2 separate regions of the Drosophila melanogaster genome follow, and region 2 is linked to region 1. A link is a contact called in public targeted proximity ligation data. All regions are on one chromosome and are shown on one strand. The core of a region is the stretch at or near the end of the contact, and the rest is flanking DNA. Distances in the headings are between cores, read along the strand shown. Region 1 holds the start of MEP-1 (MEP-1,). Region 2 holds the start of Mrtf (Myocardin-related transcription factor).

Region 1 (6,591 bases), core at 1,959-4,458:
CGGCCTACATAAATATGCATATGCTCCGCAAACATTTGCCAAGTTATTTGCGTTGGATGCGGAAAAGGGTTGTTTGTGGTGCCCAAAATTCATGCGAAAACTGCTGACATTTTCGAAAATAAATGCAACGTCAGAAATATTGCACATGCATGCAAATACGCGACAGGCAGCGTGATAAATACACAAATCGCAGTCAGCTTTTGCCGGTTAGACATCCGTTTAATTGAGTCAACATCGCAGCGCAGCTCGGCGGAAGATTCATGGATTCCGCAGGAGCAGGAGCAGGCCCCATGGGAGTGGGTTTGGGGCGGTTCGACGGAAGGAGGAGCAGAAACGGGTGGCGTCAAATTAACGCCGTCAACTTTTAGCAGCGTGCACAGAAAACATTAAAAACTAATTTATGGATTTGCAAGCCAACTCCCGCGTTGATTTATGTACACTCGACGAAAAGAAGCCCAAATTGGAAAACGTATAAAAGTCAATTTTGAACTTAAGCTTGGAATTCAAGGAGCACTATAAATCTTTATCGAACTGTTTATGTATTTTGAATAAATATCGATATTTCTAAACCCCACTTGTGATATATATGTATTGATTTGGGAGGAGGAGGATCTTAAGTCCATGAAGTACTTACAGCGTTTGTGTATCCTGGGGCAGTTTCGGCACGGCGGACAGCTTGGCGCGGATGCAGCGCACGGTTCGCTCCAAGCAGGTGCATCCAGCCGGACAGTAGACGGACTGCACTCCGCCGGCGAGGAGGAGCAGCAGGCCGAGCAGCTGCAGCATGAGCAGCATAAATCGCATTTCGAGGGCAGTCTAGTTTCGCGCACTTCTCACCAACTGGATGTTGGTCCAAGAACTGTTCAAGCAACTCGACTCGAGACGACAATCGCCTGCGAGGGGCGGAAGTTCGAACCACTCGCTTATCACTGGGCCGCTGGACGGCGGTTATCACCAAGTGTGGTCCCTAAAACACTGTGGCACTGCGGCTCACATATCGACTCACAGAAGCTCAGGCAGCTGCACAAAGAGAATTCCAAGAGATAACATTCGGTATCCTAAACGGTCTTATCTGCTCCTAAAAAATAACCTATGGATTTAAAGGGCTAGTAACTGATAAGCTGTCAAAATCCAGCAAATATTCGAAAAACTTAATTTAAAAATTTTGGAAACGTATCTATAAAACGAATATAATTTAATATAATTTTTAGTAATCCAATCTATTTCCTATCTAATTCCAAAGGGAATATTTAAAAAATTCTTTTTTTCTTCAATACTATCTTGGATTTTACAAATTTGTTCATTTGTTTTCCAACACTATTGTTTTGGGCATTAGACAACTATTTTTTTTATTTTAACAAATATTTTCTTCCTATTTCTGGTCCTCGCTTTGCTAAGCAAAATTACCGAATTACTAGCGATTCGAGCGATAGTTTTCTCTCAGTGCCTCCGCGAAATGTTTAATTTTAGAACGATATTCCGCTATTAAACGAGTCCGGGCAATTTTCGACCGAGTGAACTGAACTGAACTGCACGCGCCAAATGCCGACTAGCATCTGAGCGCCGAGGAGCAGAGACTGTAAAGCGGAATTTGAACCGAATCGCCGAGTTGCACTTCGGCAGAGGCGGAGGACTCCGTGCCGGATGCAGACTGTGATAACATTTTCCTGAGGCTCTGCGTTCTCAAGAGTGCTCGATATTAGTTGGCCGGCATGTGACTTGAAGCCTATGGATTCTGAATGGGACGGTCGGATGGATGACTCTATATCCAGCATATAGCATCGTATCCGTATCAAGGCCGAAACACTTGTGTTGCACCGGCATTTTCAATGTATTTTCAATGCGGACGCAAAGCGAGCAAAACAAAACACAACAAGCATACGCCACGTTGCACTTGCACAGCATCAAATGCCCTGCCATCCTCATTTTTAATGCATGAGGGGGTGCTCCCTCCACCCGGCCACACTCCATTTGTTTTTCCAACCATCGCTGTGGATTGCGTAGCGATTGGGGGCTGCAGCTCCGAAACTGTTCGCTTAAGCGGTCGGTGATAAGACGCGAAATCAAATTTAAAAGCTATCAATTTGATATTAGTTCGGGGACCGACGAAAATCCTTCGGGGGAAAAGCTGCTGCCGCGTGCCAGAATGCAGAAATCGGAGTTTTTCATGGGGAATTCGTTCACGGAAAAACAAAAGGAATATATTTGAAATATAAATTTATGTTTTATTGTCATATTTTTCACTGGATATGACACTAATTTAATTCTTCTCTATCTGTCAGTCTACAGATATTTGTTTGGGTTTATGCAAAAAAAAAACCAAAAAAAAAAAACTTTTGTTTAGCTCCTCTCACGTATTTTATTTATAACTAAACTAAATATATGAAACGCTGTTTTCTCAGTGCATCCTATTTGTGTTTTTGCCAACATATGCTGCAGCTCATAAAATTTCTCCGCTTTGCTGCAGTTTTCATTTGCCTTTTTTTTTCGGCAGCTCTTTTTTGGTTAGCTGTCGAAGTTTTGAAATCAATTTGCAGATGATTTATTATGTTCCCAGGAACGAATAGGGGGCTTCAATCGAGGAGGAGTCTGTGCATACGACATTGCAAATGGAAGCCACTGACGTTGATGAATGCCGCTGTGTATTGTTTTGCTGTCAGAAGCGATCAAATTTCTGTTTTGGAGCACGGAATTCCAGGTGAAGCGGAAAATTTGCAAGTTATGCGACAGTTTTATGCGCCCATTTTTTGATTGGCAGCGAGGATTCGCAAATTGATGGCACGTCTCGGGGCAATCGGTTTTCTCAGCGGAAATGCCAGTTGGAAATGGGAACTTAAGATACTTAAAGAAATGCATCAAAAATAATAGGATAAATATTATATATTTATAGAAATTTTTAAGAAATATTAACTCTTTATCAACAGTAAGCATTTTCAAAAAGTAACCGCTTTTGCCTAACAGTGCTGCCCATCTACAATTGGTTTTCAGGCAGCACTATGCACACGGCAGTACAGCTGTTACTTATCGGTGCTATCGATAAATATCAAGGACTCAAAAATTGGGACTAATAATATTAAAAGAGCAAGCTTAAACTTTAACATTATAACTATTAAAACTGGATTTACAATTGTCTTACGTTACTTTAAAGTATAGCAGTTGAAATCGATTTAGTATTGTCAACGCGCGCTTTCCCACACTGCTCGATAAGCATATGTTTTTCTTATCGACATTTGTGGTAAATAAAAAGTGCAAAAACCGCTGCTAAATCGGTCAAGAAGTGCAATGATATAGCCGCCATATCTGATATGTCCAAGCGCAACATAACGTACGTAAAGCCGCAAGAACCTAGTTTTCTGGCCAAGTTGAAGGCTGAAATTGGCTACAAGGAGGGACCCACCGTAGAGACCAAGGTGAGTTCTACGGGGAAGGCCTCTGCAGCATTCTAATGCGGATATATAACCATTGGTTAGCGTCAGCGATTGGATCCGCAGGACCAGGAGGACTACGATTCTGAGGAAGATTCACGGGAGGACGAACAGCCGCAGGTGGTCGTCCTTAGGCCGGGAGATCTATCCGCCGAAGAGGCCAAAACGGAGAAACTGTTGGCCTCCAAAGGTCGGTACATATGTACAAGCATACATACATACATATCGCTGTAGTACATACATACTTACACGCTCGCACACGCACACACACATGCATATAGCCCACGGTGGCGGCGGCGGCAGTTGCACGTGTGTGCGTAGGTAGGATGTTGTAGTTTGTCTTTCAGTTTAACTTTTCAGTCAGAATCGAGCGGTTGTCTTCTTCTGCCCGGCGTTACATATATCTAAATCATATATGTATATATACATAACTGCGTATATACCGTTGCTTATGTATGAGTGCGCGCGTGTGCTTGTGCATTTTTGCCAAATGAAAATCTAACGGTAGTGCGAAAACAGCAGTTTGTTGCAAGAAGTATGTGTTTTTTTTTTCGAAAAGCACCTTCGGTTTTTCAATCTTTTTAAAGCCCTATGTTGCCATGGCAATCTTGGTCATTTCCGTCCTAAAGATTCCCTTTTTTGCCCAGCGGAGCACCCCTCACACAGACACACACACCCGCAGCAGCTAGCCGACGAGGCATACACACTGACATTTTCATTGGGGGCTCCGCCAAAGCAGAGCATGTGATGAAAATCGTTGGCAAAGCGGGCGCGGCGATAAAGCAGCCGGCAAAGAAGTTAACAACAGCAGCTGCCGCCGCTCGCTTTGTCCGCCTCTTCCGCTCGCCCCCCTGCCCCTTTCAGCCCCACTTGGAAGAGCGCAGAAAATCGGGTGAAAACAACGTGTGCAAGAACGAACGGATGAAGGAGGCGGGCAAAGCGGAGAGACAATGATGAACGAAGCAGGCGAGCAAAGAGGAAAAGAGCGGGCCAAAGTGGCTTGACGACGTGGTGGCGGTGGCAAAGGCGCTGCGGGGAGGGGGTAGGCGTTGAAGAAGGGGCTGGCGGAACAGCGGGGGCGGGTTGCGAATCAGTGGGTGGAGCGGGAGGGGGAGTGAAGCGGGAGCGTCGGGCGAGAAGGGGCTTCCCAGGGCCGAGAAAAACATCTTGTGGGTGCTGCTTGGAAAAGGGGGGGGTCGGTGGGTGGCTTGTTCTGATTTACACCTCCCTCCTCCCCATTTGTCATGCTGCAGTTTTTAAAACCCAGATACATTTTCCAATCCAATAATGAATTGCTGGCATATTAGTCACCTTCCTGGCAATTTTATAAGCAGATCAATTTTCAAAAACTTTCTTGTATTCCTTTTAGTTAATGCAATTTTTAAATTTATTTTATTTATATCAGCTTTGATATATGTATTGGCATTTTTCTCCCTAAATTTGTGCATACTACTTTCCCCAAAATATTTTTCATTCTAAGATAGTTTATATAACTTAAATACTCCATTTAACTTGTAAATAGGTGTTTACTTACACGCTTTACTACGATCATAATAAGTACAGATGATTGCTGACCCATAACTAACTCCCATTTTCAATCTTCCAGAATTAGCCGAAAAGCGAGCGGATCTGACGCAGCCAATAGTCTTCAAACACTGTGTCAAGCAGCCCAACATCGAGAAAAAAGAGTCCCAATCTGAAACCAACAAGAAGTCCGAAAAATCCAGCACATCCAAGAGCAAGAAGTCCAAGGCCGCCAGTAGTAAGCTGTCCTTCAACGAGGACGAGGAGGACGAGACTGCCGAGGATTGAAGATCACACCTTAGTTATCTGGCTATAAGTTGAACCAACCAAGTTAACCTGCAGCGAATGATTAAGGTGAGAAATTCAGGTCAAAAACAGCAAATGATTGTTAACTATGCTTTGTATTTCTTTGTTGCCATGTGAATTTATGAGTTTAATAATGGGGTTTCCATATGTATGTGTTAAAATCCAACTCGCAATGACGCTGTCATCATAGATTGTAGATTTTTCACCAAAGAACTAAACTGTATACTCAAGTTGATATGATATAGTATATATTTGAGTTTTTGCATTAAACATATGCATGTATTGCTGATTTATTGTTATTTAGAAATGAATCATTGAGATTAGATCATGGTTTTGACACGTCGATCGTAAAAATAATTATAGAATTCTTTAAAGATCCCTTAGATTCCTACAACATGATTTTTTCCTAAAGCTTTTCCAAATTTATGTTTTTTAAATAAGTGTTACACGTTTTAAGTAAATTATTAGCATACTAATTATATTTATTATTATCACGTAATGTACTTTACGTGAATCATACTACTTGGAAAAATATTAGTGACTCAAAACCGAATATTTGTGGTGAAATTTTATGTTATTTTCTTCTTTTTTTTAATGTATCTAATGTTACATTTTTCCATTTCAATTGTGAGTTCTTAGTTGGGTTTGATATTCAATCCCAATACAGATTGATCTTAAATCTTGATCAAAGTCCGAAATCTGCTAGAGAAAGTCCTCGGACAACAGGATTATCTAAACTCTGATACCTAATATCTTATAATTTAATCACTTGATTAGAAGAAATGTGGTAAAGTCCTTTTTGATACATGCGATCAATCTCTTAAATTAGTATCTTGTATCTTTACTTTCGATTCAATTGACTTCACCTCTAAGATATTAAGACCCAACTGCCACAGTAATTTCCGCTTAACTTTGTAAATTTGCACTGGAAAATATGAATTGGCTAATTTACTCGATATCGAAAAGGGTCACGTGTATGTATAACATAAAGTTGGGGTTTGGGTTTGAGTTCGGGGTCTTTAATGATGATGGCGATTGGTTAGGTGGCTTGCTCCTTGCTCCGGATGCCCTTCGACCTCTACCAAGTTGTCGATCATGGGGGAGGGGGTGGGCAGAGGTCAGGGGACGGGGATGGAAAATGCGCCAGAAGCGGGTTACTTTCAAATTTTGTACTTGCATATAGACCAAATCGCACAGTCACACACACACGCACACATGCATAGGGCGACTTACATACGGACATACATATTTAGTTGTATGTATACATATAGATAGATATGTACGATTGTATATACCCCGGGGCCGTGGGTGCGAAAGAGAGGGACAGCGTAATCTG
Region 2 (7,449 bases), core at 1,795-4,294, 130 kb after region 1:
ATTTAGAACGCCTCAACTAATTGGGTTAAATATAGCGCCCATATATATATTTCTTATTATTCGCAAATAGAAATATACGCTTAAAAGTATAACATTAAAGCACATACCGAAAGCAGCAACTAAAAATAATAAAATTGACTCAGCTCTGATTTTCGCTGTCGTTCGTTTTGATTTAGCGACACAAAATTCTTGCTTCGCCCGACTGACAAGTGCAGAATTTAGTTGGGAATCATTTCTCAAATTTATGGCCAAATTGGGCGCAAACGTCAAAAGGCTTTTCATTTTCAGAGCCCCGGGGAAAATCGCGCGAATGGGCGGCGGATCACCAGGCATCATCTTCGATTGTGTCATGGTTGTGGGCGTGTTGTTTTATGACGCCTTTAGTCACACAACTATTACCAGCCCCCCCTTTAATACAGTGGATACCAGCATATCATGGACATTGTTGTTGAGCTATTATACGTAACATTATTTAGTCACTTAATTAGTACTTGAATAGCAAAAACATCTTAGTAAGAATTTTTAAATAAATTTTTTTTAATTTTCGAATACTTTGTATTTGAGTTTTTGGCCACTGTATCTATGGCAAAATCTTTTTCGGTTTAAAGCGTTCGATTCCTCGCTCTTGCATTGGAAACTTGTCGTAAACAAAGTGAAGCGTATTTCATGCGAAAATATCGCCCATGTGAGTTTTCCATTTGCGGCGATTGCACAATTTCCACACTTTCCATGCTGCAAGTGCAATGCCAGGGCCAAACGAAGTGCACCGAAAAAAAAGGGAATTTATTGGCGAATTTCGGCGTTTGCACACTTTTATGGTGCACATGCTAGAAGCATAAAAAGATACATGCACATCCATTCGAATCTAATTGTTGCCGCAGTCAAGCACCTCGTCCAGGGTCACAGACAAATAGTTGGCACCTGAGTTATGAGTGGGACGACTTTTATGGCCCACTGTGCACCAAGAACTCCCCTCTACCACCCCACACACACTCACTTTTGGATCGCCTTAATGCAGCTTTGCTTATTTATTTCTCGATTTTTGTGCATAAATTATTAGCGGGTAGCATAAAAAGTATGGGAACACGGCAGCAAGACAAACACAAATCGAGCGCGTCAGAATTTTCGGCGTGGGCGAAAAAAGTCTTTCTCCCTTTTTTTCCGGGGCAGGAGCAGCGGCGGGAATTTGGAAAACATTTTTCACCATGCGAAAGTTTTGCTGCTTTTACTTTGACGTCGTTTCATAATGACGAAACGGCACAGCGAGCATTTAGTTTTAAAGCAGCTATAAACAAAAATGATTCGAAACAGCGGGAAACTTCAAGAGATTTCCATTATTTCCTTTACTTTTTTTTTCGTTTTTACCAAATATTTAGATTATAATTATTAATGAAAACCATTCTTAACTGCAATTTATTTTATTTAGTAATGTTATATACAAATAATAACATCATATTTCTCAAGTGATAATTAAATATATTTTTCCTAAGGGATCTATTAAAATGAAAAAATACTTTTTAAACTGCCTATTTCGTCGCCTGATTTCAAAATCTGCGATAATTTATGTGATTACTTAAATGAGAAATGTTAGATCGGTAAAAAGAAAAACAAAAACTATGCCAAGAACATATAATTGGTCTGAAAAAACACTGAAATCTCAAATCTGTTTTCCACACTGCCTGCGAAAAATGAGCGATCACTTTCGTAGCCGGCACATAGCAACAGGTAGCGGGTACAAACTTTTGACAGACACTGTGCGGTGACAACGAGATAAAATAAATAAAAAAGAAACAAACAAAAAATAATAAATGGATGCCTGACACCACGAAGCACACCCGCTGCAATAAATAAATATTTAAATCGGCCAATAATAATGTTACAAAACACTCATAAATATGTGTAAAGATACCGTATTAAATATGTAAGTTATTTAAAATTGTTTGAGTATTTTCTCTCTACTGATAATGTTCAGAGATATCCCTCGGGTCATTGCATTTTGGATGCTGAATTATACAAAGAATGAATTAAGTTACATGCACTCTAATCTCTTATCTTGAGTTGTGTATTTTTATCAGTTTTATAGTTACATACTAATATGTATGTATTGATGTACGTATGTATGTGCATATCTCACCAAACACTTTTATCGTTGCCGGGTAATTCATTTACAGAATTACTGGATCTAATGCCTTTTGCCCACGAAACTGACTCAGTAGAAATAGAAATAATAAAAAACAATAATAAATTTGTGAGGCACAGTACAGTCAGCCCACCTATAAAATTCACTGCATTCATGCGAGAGACCACTGTATAAAAAATTTTTAAATTTCGCGTTATATGTTATACTGTACGCTACAGATTTCTTTATTTAGTTCAATATTTATTTCCAATCATAAAACGTAAGTTAAGGAGAGCGAATATTCCAATTGGAAAAAGGGCGTCGCAGTCTCGAGCAAAAGAAGACAACAAAAGCCGTCGAAACGCCGGCAAAACAAAGACGCGAAGCAGCGGCACAAAGCGGAGTAGCGAAAACCGACGAAGAGGAGCCATTGAGAGATGGGAAAACTTGCGAATCTCTGGCTAAAAGCGAATTAAAAGCACCAGATAGATATACATAAATGCAATTAAATAAAGGGGGCCTACATGAGAATTGCAGCAAAAATCAAATTTGGACGGGAATCTCACGCACATCACACGCACTAAACTCGCACACACGCTCATTTATATAAATAAACAAAAAAGAAGCAGAAAAAATAGCAAAATTACCTCAGCGCACGTTGCTGTTGTTGTTGCCGTGGTTGTGTGTGTGTGTGTGTGTGTTGTAGTTGTTGCTGGTATCTTTTATATATATTGTTATTGTTGCTGCAGCTGCTGAAATCGCAGCGAATATCGCGACACGTAGACGGCCAACGTTAAAGCCAAGAACTTATTGTACATCGGAGAGGCGTTGTCGGCGCGGGGCGAACTTAAGTCGGTTGTTAAATATTATTTTAACAAAGTTTTTAACAAATACGCGACGTTTTTAGAGCTGGTACAAGAATCGATGTTTAACTGAAACTATCGATAAGCCAACAGCTTAGTACTGATTTGGGGTGACCAGATTCAATGCAATTTTGAATCAATGACGATTGACAATCGATAGCACTTTAAGCAAATACAAGAGTAGGTACAAAGTTAGGCAAATTAAAACCATAAACATATATTAAACTGCATATGAAAAAGTAAAACCATATCCATTAATCAATTTTAGATGAATAATTTAAAGACTTTGGCGGTGAGACAGATTTTTGGACATTGCCAAACCGAACCACACCGTTTATTGCCTTTATAAATCAGTATTCTTTTAAAAAACCTCATTATTAAGAAGTGCAATGGATCTAACACACGCATCGCAATTTTTAAAAACAAAAAATAAATACATATTCCTTAATGTTGTCGAAATCAGTTGTAAAGTAAACTTCCACATACCTGTCATCTAGCTAGATTCGACAGCACTGCCGCATTAATCGAAACCGATAGGAGCTCTCATCAAGTAGCAACCCTATAGAGACGCCGGGACTTGGTGTAAAGAAAAAACGAAAAAGATTTGTCTTTTTAAGCGCCGCAAAGAATCCGGAAAAACGTGAATATACCACCGAAAACGGATCTCCGGTAAGTTGAAAATGACTGGGATTAGGTTGTGCGTACAATGGAATAACTGAAAATGCCCACAATGTGACCCGCAGGCTGAAACCCCTACGTGTAGCGCAGGAAAACGAGGAACACCACGAACCAAGATGTCGGACATCTCCAGCGAGGACCTGCGTCGTGAAATTCAGGCGGTTCTGAAGGACGCCGATTTGGCGACCATTTCGGCAAAGAGGGTGCGCGAGCAGGTGGAGGGAAAGCTGAACTGCTCGTTGCTGAGCCGCAAGAAGGAGTTCGACAAGATCGTGATGGAGGTGATCAACGAGCAGCAGGACGAGGAGGACGAAGACGATGACGAGGGCAAGGATCCCGATGCCGATCCCGACGATGAGAGCGAGCCCAGCGAGGAGGAGGACCCCAGCAGCAGCGAGGAGGAGGCCGCCAAGAAGAAGAAGCAGAGCCCCAAGAAGAGGCCACAGCCCACGAAGCACAAGGCGCCCAAGAAGAAGCGCAAGACCCTAAATGCCGACGATTCCGGCACCGAGAGCGATGCCGGCTCGGACTCGGACTACGAGGTGGTCAAGAAGCCGGCGGCCAAGAAGAAGGCCAAGGCGGCCGGGGGAACAGGATCGGGACGTAAGAGCACCGGCTTCACACGCGCATACAATCTATCACCGGAACTGAGCGCCCTCATGGGAGAGTCCTCCCTGCCGCGCCACGAAGTCGTGAAGAAGGTGTGGGCCATCATCAAGGAGCGCGATTTGTACGACCCCAAGAACAAGCAGTTCGCCATTTGCGACGACGAGCTGATGAAGGTGATGAAGATCCGCCGCTTCCGCACCTTTGGCATGCTGAAGCATCTCAAGCCGCACTTTCTCGATTAGATCAGATCCGCCCTCCGATCCTCTCCAGATGCAAATATATGTGTATGCCTCTCCGCCAGCCTGGTTTACCAATCCCCTGTAACTTTCGGCTCCGCCTGGATTTGTTTGTTCCACAACCTTTGATTAAGATTTAGTTGACGCATGTGTTTAGCATTACCCTAATTAGGACGGGTTTGCACATTATGCACTTTACGGCATTTTAGGAATAGTTCAGATGAACGGAAAATTACAAAAAAAAAATCGATTATAATACATAATGTGTATGATTTTTTTTATGACAAACTCGTGTAGTTTACATTTTATAAAATATCAAAGAAAAACATAACAAGTTTAAGGCAAGTACCGAGTAATAAAAAGAGAAATAGACGAGTGATGCATCTGAAAAATACGAAAGCAACTTTTCCTGGTTTTCATTTCGACGGGGCTGCTGGGGGAGAAATCAATCAGTGGAACAGATCTAATTGCTCAATAAAGAATCCCTTTTTTATTGTTTTGCGTTTCTCACAAATTTCTTACAAACATTTTTCACTTTTTCTAATATACATATTAGGTGTATATGCAGTGTATATATATATATAATTCTCGATCTGATATATATGCCAGCGTGTATATAATTGAATAAATGGAATACCTTGCACTGCTGTTCCATTAACGCTCTCGGGACGAAACGAAAGTACAAAAGTATAATCATAATCATAAGCGGGGGCCATAAACATTAACAAATTAAGTACGTAAACAATACGAGAGGTTAAATCGATCACTTATTGCCCAGCTGTCGTAGCTCAAAAAAGGGATTAGTCAGGAAAGTCGTTAACATTAAAATGTACATGGATTTCACGCGAAAAAGTTATAGAAATGTAATGCAAATATGCTAGAAACCATTATACAAGTCAATTCCCATTAAATATATTATCAATTCCGAATTAGAAGTATACATTTAGAGAACTAATCGCGTCTTTTGAGCTACTGCAGTCTGATTGACAGGCGTTCGAAGTATTTAAAATAAATTCAAGTAACTGGCTACAAAAAATGTTGATGGGGATAAATTCTTGGGGCAAGATTAGTTTTGGGGATTAGAGAGTCATGTTGGATAGGTGAACGGAGAGAATACTCCTGCGGCTAAAGCGAGTGCTAAATACTATGTCGAAGACTTTAAATGCTAACGAAAAGCAACCAAGAATTCCGCTCGAGCTAAACTAAGCAATACAATGGTAATAGTAACTTTGTGTTCTCCTTTCCGTATCCTTTTGTGTTTTCCGTGTGTGTGTGTGTCAACAATTGTTTTAAATAGTTTTACTTCTTCGCAAAGACAATACTTTCGTTGGCGTTGTTGTTTCTTCTAATTGCTGGTGTTATTGTCCGCATCCGCCCGCCTTGCGTCCTAGTAGCGGTAGTAGTTGGGCTTGAAAGGACCGGCCTTGTTCAGTCCCATGTACTTGGCCTGCTCGTCGCTCAGCTCCGTCAAATGGGCATCGAAGGTGGGCAGGTGCAGGCTGGCAACATACTCGTCCATCTTCTTGGGCAGCAAGTAGACATCCGACTTGTAGCGTCCGGGCGGGGCATTGAAAAGCTCGATCAGGGCCAGGGCCTGGGTGGCCGAGGTGATAGACACGGCGAACGAGGGGATGCTGGAGCAGCTCAGATTGACCAGCCTGCCCTCGGCCAGAAGAATGATGTACTTGCCCTCCGGCCAGATAATGTGATCCACCTGGGAGCGCACCTTCTCCCAGGTCAAGTCCGGTGTGCGCAGGCCATTCACATCGATTTCCGTGTTCGAGTGGCCCATGTTGCATACGATGCAGCCACTCTTCATCTTGTCCATGTGCTCGCGCACCACCACGTTCTTGTTGCCGGTCGCCGTCACCACAATGTCTACGTTGCGGATCACCTCGTTCAGCTTGACCACACGGAAGCCATCCATACTGGCCTGCAGGGCGCAAATGGGATCGATCTCTGTGATGTACACAATGCAGCCCTACGATTGGAGATTGAAAAGGTGACAAAGGTATATCATACTAATGGTTGTGGGTGCCATTTACCTGCCCCTTTAGAGCCTGAGCACATCCCTTGCCCACATCGCCGTAGCCACAGACCACGACCTGCTTGCCACCGAACATCACGTCCGTGGAGCGCTTGAGGCTGTCCAGGATGGATTCCTTGCAGCTGTAGAGGTTGTCAAATTTGGTCTTTGTCACCGAATCGTTGACATTCATCGCCGGCACTGTCAGCTTGCCGGCCTTAGAGAGCTGATAGAGACGGTGCACTCCGGTGACGCTCTCCTCGACGATTCCCTTGACCAACTTGAACATGGTCGGGTACTTTTTTAGCATCAAGTGCGTGGCATCGCCGCCATCGTCCAGGATCATGTTTGGCTGCCAGTTCTCGGCGTTAACGCAGCGATCTATGCACCACCAGAAGTCCTCTTCCGTCTCGCCGCGCCAGGCAAAGATCGGGATTCCGGATTCGGCCAAAGCAGCAGCCACTTCGTTCTAAAAATAATAAGCAACGATATTGAGTTGTTTTAATAATGACAGTCCTTGAAGGCTAATAAAATGATTGTCAAACAGGTAAAACCCTCGAGAGTTGGCCTGATAAATCGAGTCACCCTAATGCGGCGTAAACATTTGCTAATATCTGACTTATATCGAGCTGATAACGCATCGGGCTCCATTCTCGCTAAGCACGGCACTCGTAGCTTGGCTGATAAGTCCCAGCCGATACAGGTGAATCAGCGTGACAGGCTGTCGGGGGCCGTGGGCGATAAAAGCTGGCACGGATGGGTGCATAAATGATCGGGGAAGGGCGCTCGCCCTCGCACTCGCATCGCTTCATTAGAGAAGCCATAAATTGTTTAGCGTCAGCAGACTCGTGATAATTGCATCAGCCACGCCGCAGGAATAGGCAAACAGATCGAGTAACCGCAGCCGATCCAATGCTG

What was found.
Region 2: a targeted proximity ligation map of the Kc167 cell line shows a contact between it and region 1, with 7 times the contacts expected there. A contact is called at or near these places in 39 of 107 Hi-C or Micro-C datasets (the D17-c3 cell line, the Kc167 cell line, the ML-DmBG3-c2 cell line and 17 more) and 4 of 7 datasets of targeted methods (the Kc167 cell line and the S2 cell line).

What each region holds. Positions count from the first base shown.
Region 1 is chr3L:2,628,507-2,635,097 of dm6, forward strand. MEP-1 (MEP-1,) reads left to right here and starts at 3,209. Exons shown (of 9, transcript NM_167959.2): 1 at 3,209-3,410; 2 at 3,471-3,615; 3 at 5,032-5,303. CG42245 reads left to right here and starts at 3,209. Exons shown (of 9, transcript NM_001144404.2): 1 at 3,209-3,410; 2 at 3,471-3,615; 3 at 5,032-5,303. The coding sequence starts at 3,306. The coding sequence ends at 5,237. It overlaps lncRNA:CR45660 (long non-coding RNA:CR45660), which reads right to left and starts at 2,187. Exons shown (of 1, transcript NR_124764.1): 1 at 1,328-2,187. Pxn (Peroxidasin) reads right to left here and starts at 1,558. Exons shown (of 10, transcript NM_206255.3): 1 at 1,408-1,558; 2 at 635-1,078. The coding sequence starts at 804. It also overlaps lncRNA:CR45982.
Region 2 is chr3L:2,763,492-2,770,940 of dm6, forward strand. Mrtf (Myocardin-related transcription factor) reads right to left here and starts at 3,045. Exons shown (of 5, transcript NM_001259651.3): 1 at 2,767-3,045. Non2 (Novel nucleolar protein 2) reads left to right here and starts at 3,508. Exons shown (of 2, transcript NM_139488.4): 1 at 3,508-3,651; 2 at 3,726-4,901. The coding sequence starts at 3,777. The coding sequence ends at 4,511. It overlaps AhcyL1 (Adenosylhomocysteinase like 1), which reads right to left. Exons shown (of 3, transcript NM_139489.2): 2 at 6,551-7,000; 3 at 4,975-6,486. The coding sequence ends at 5,893.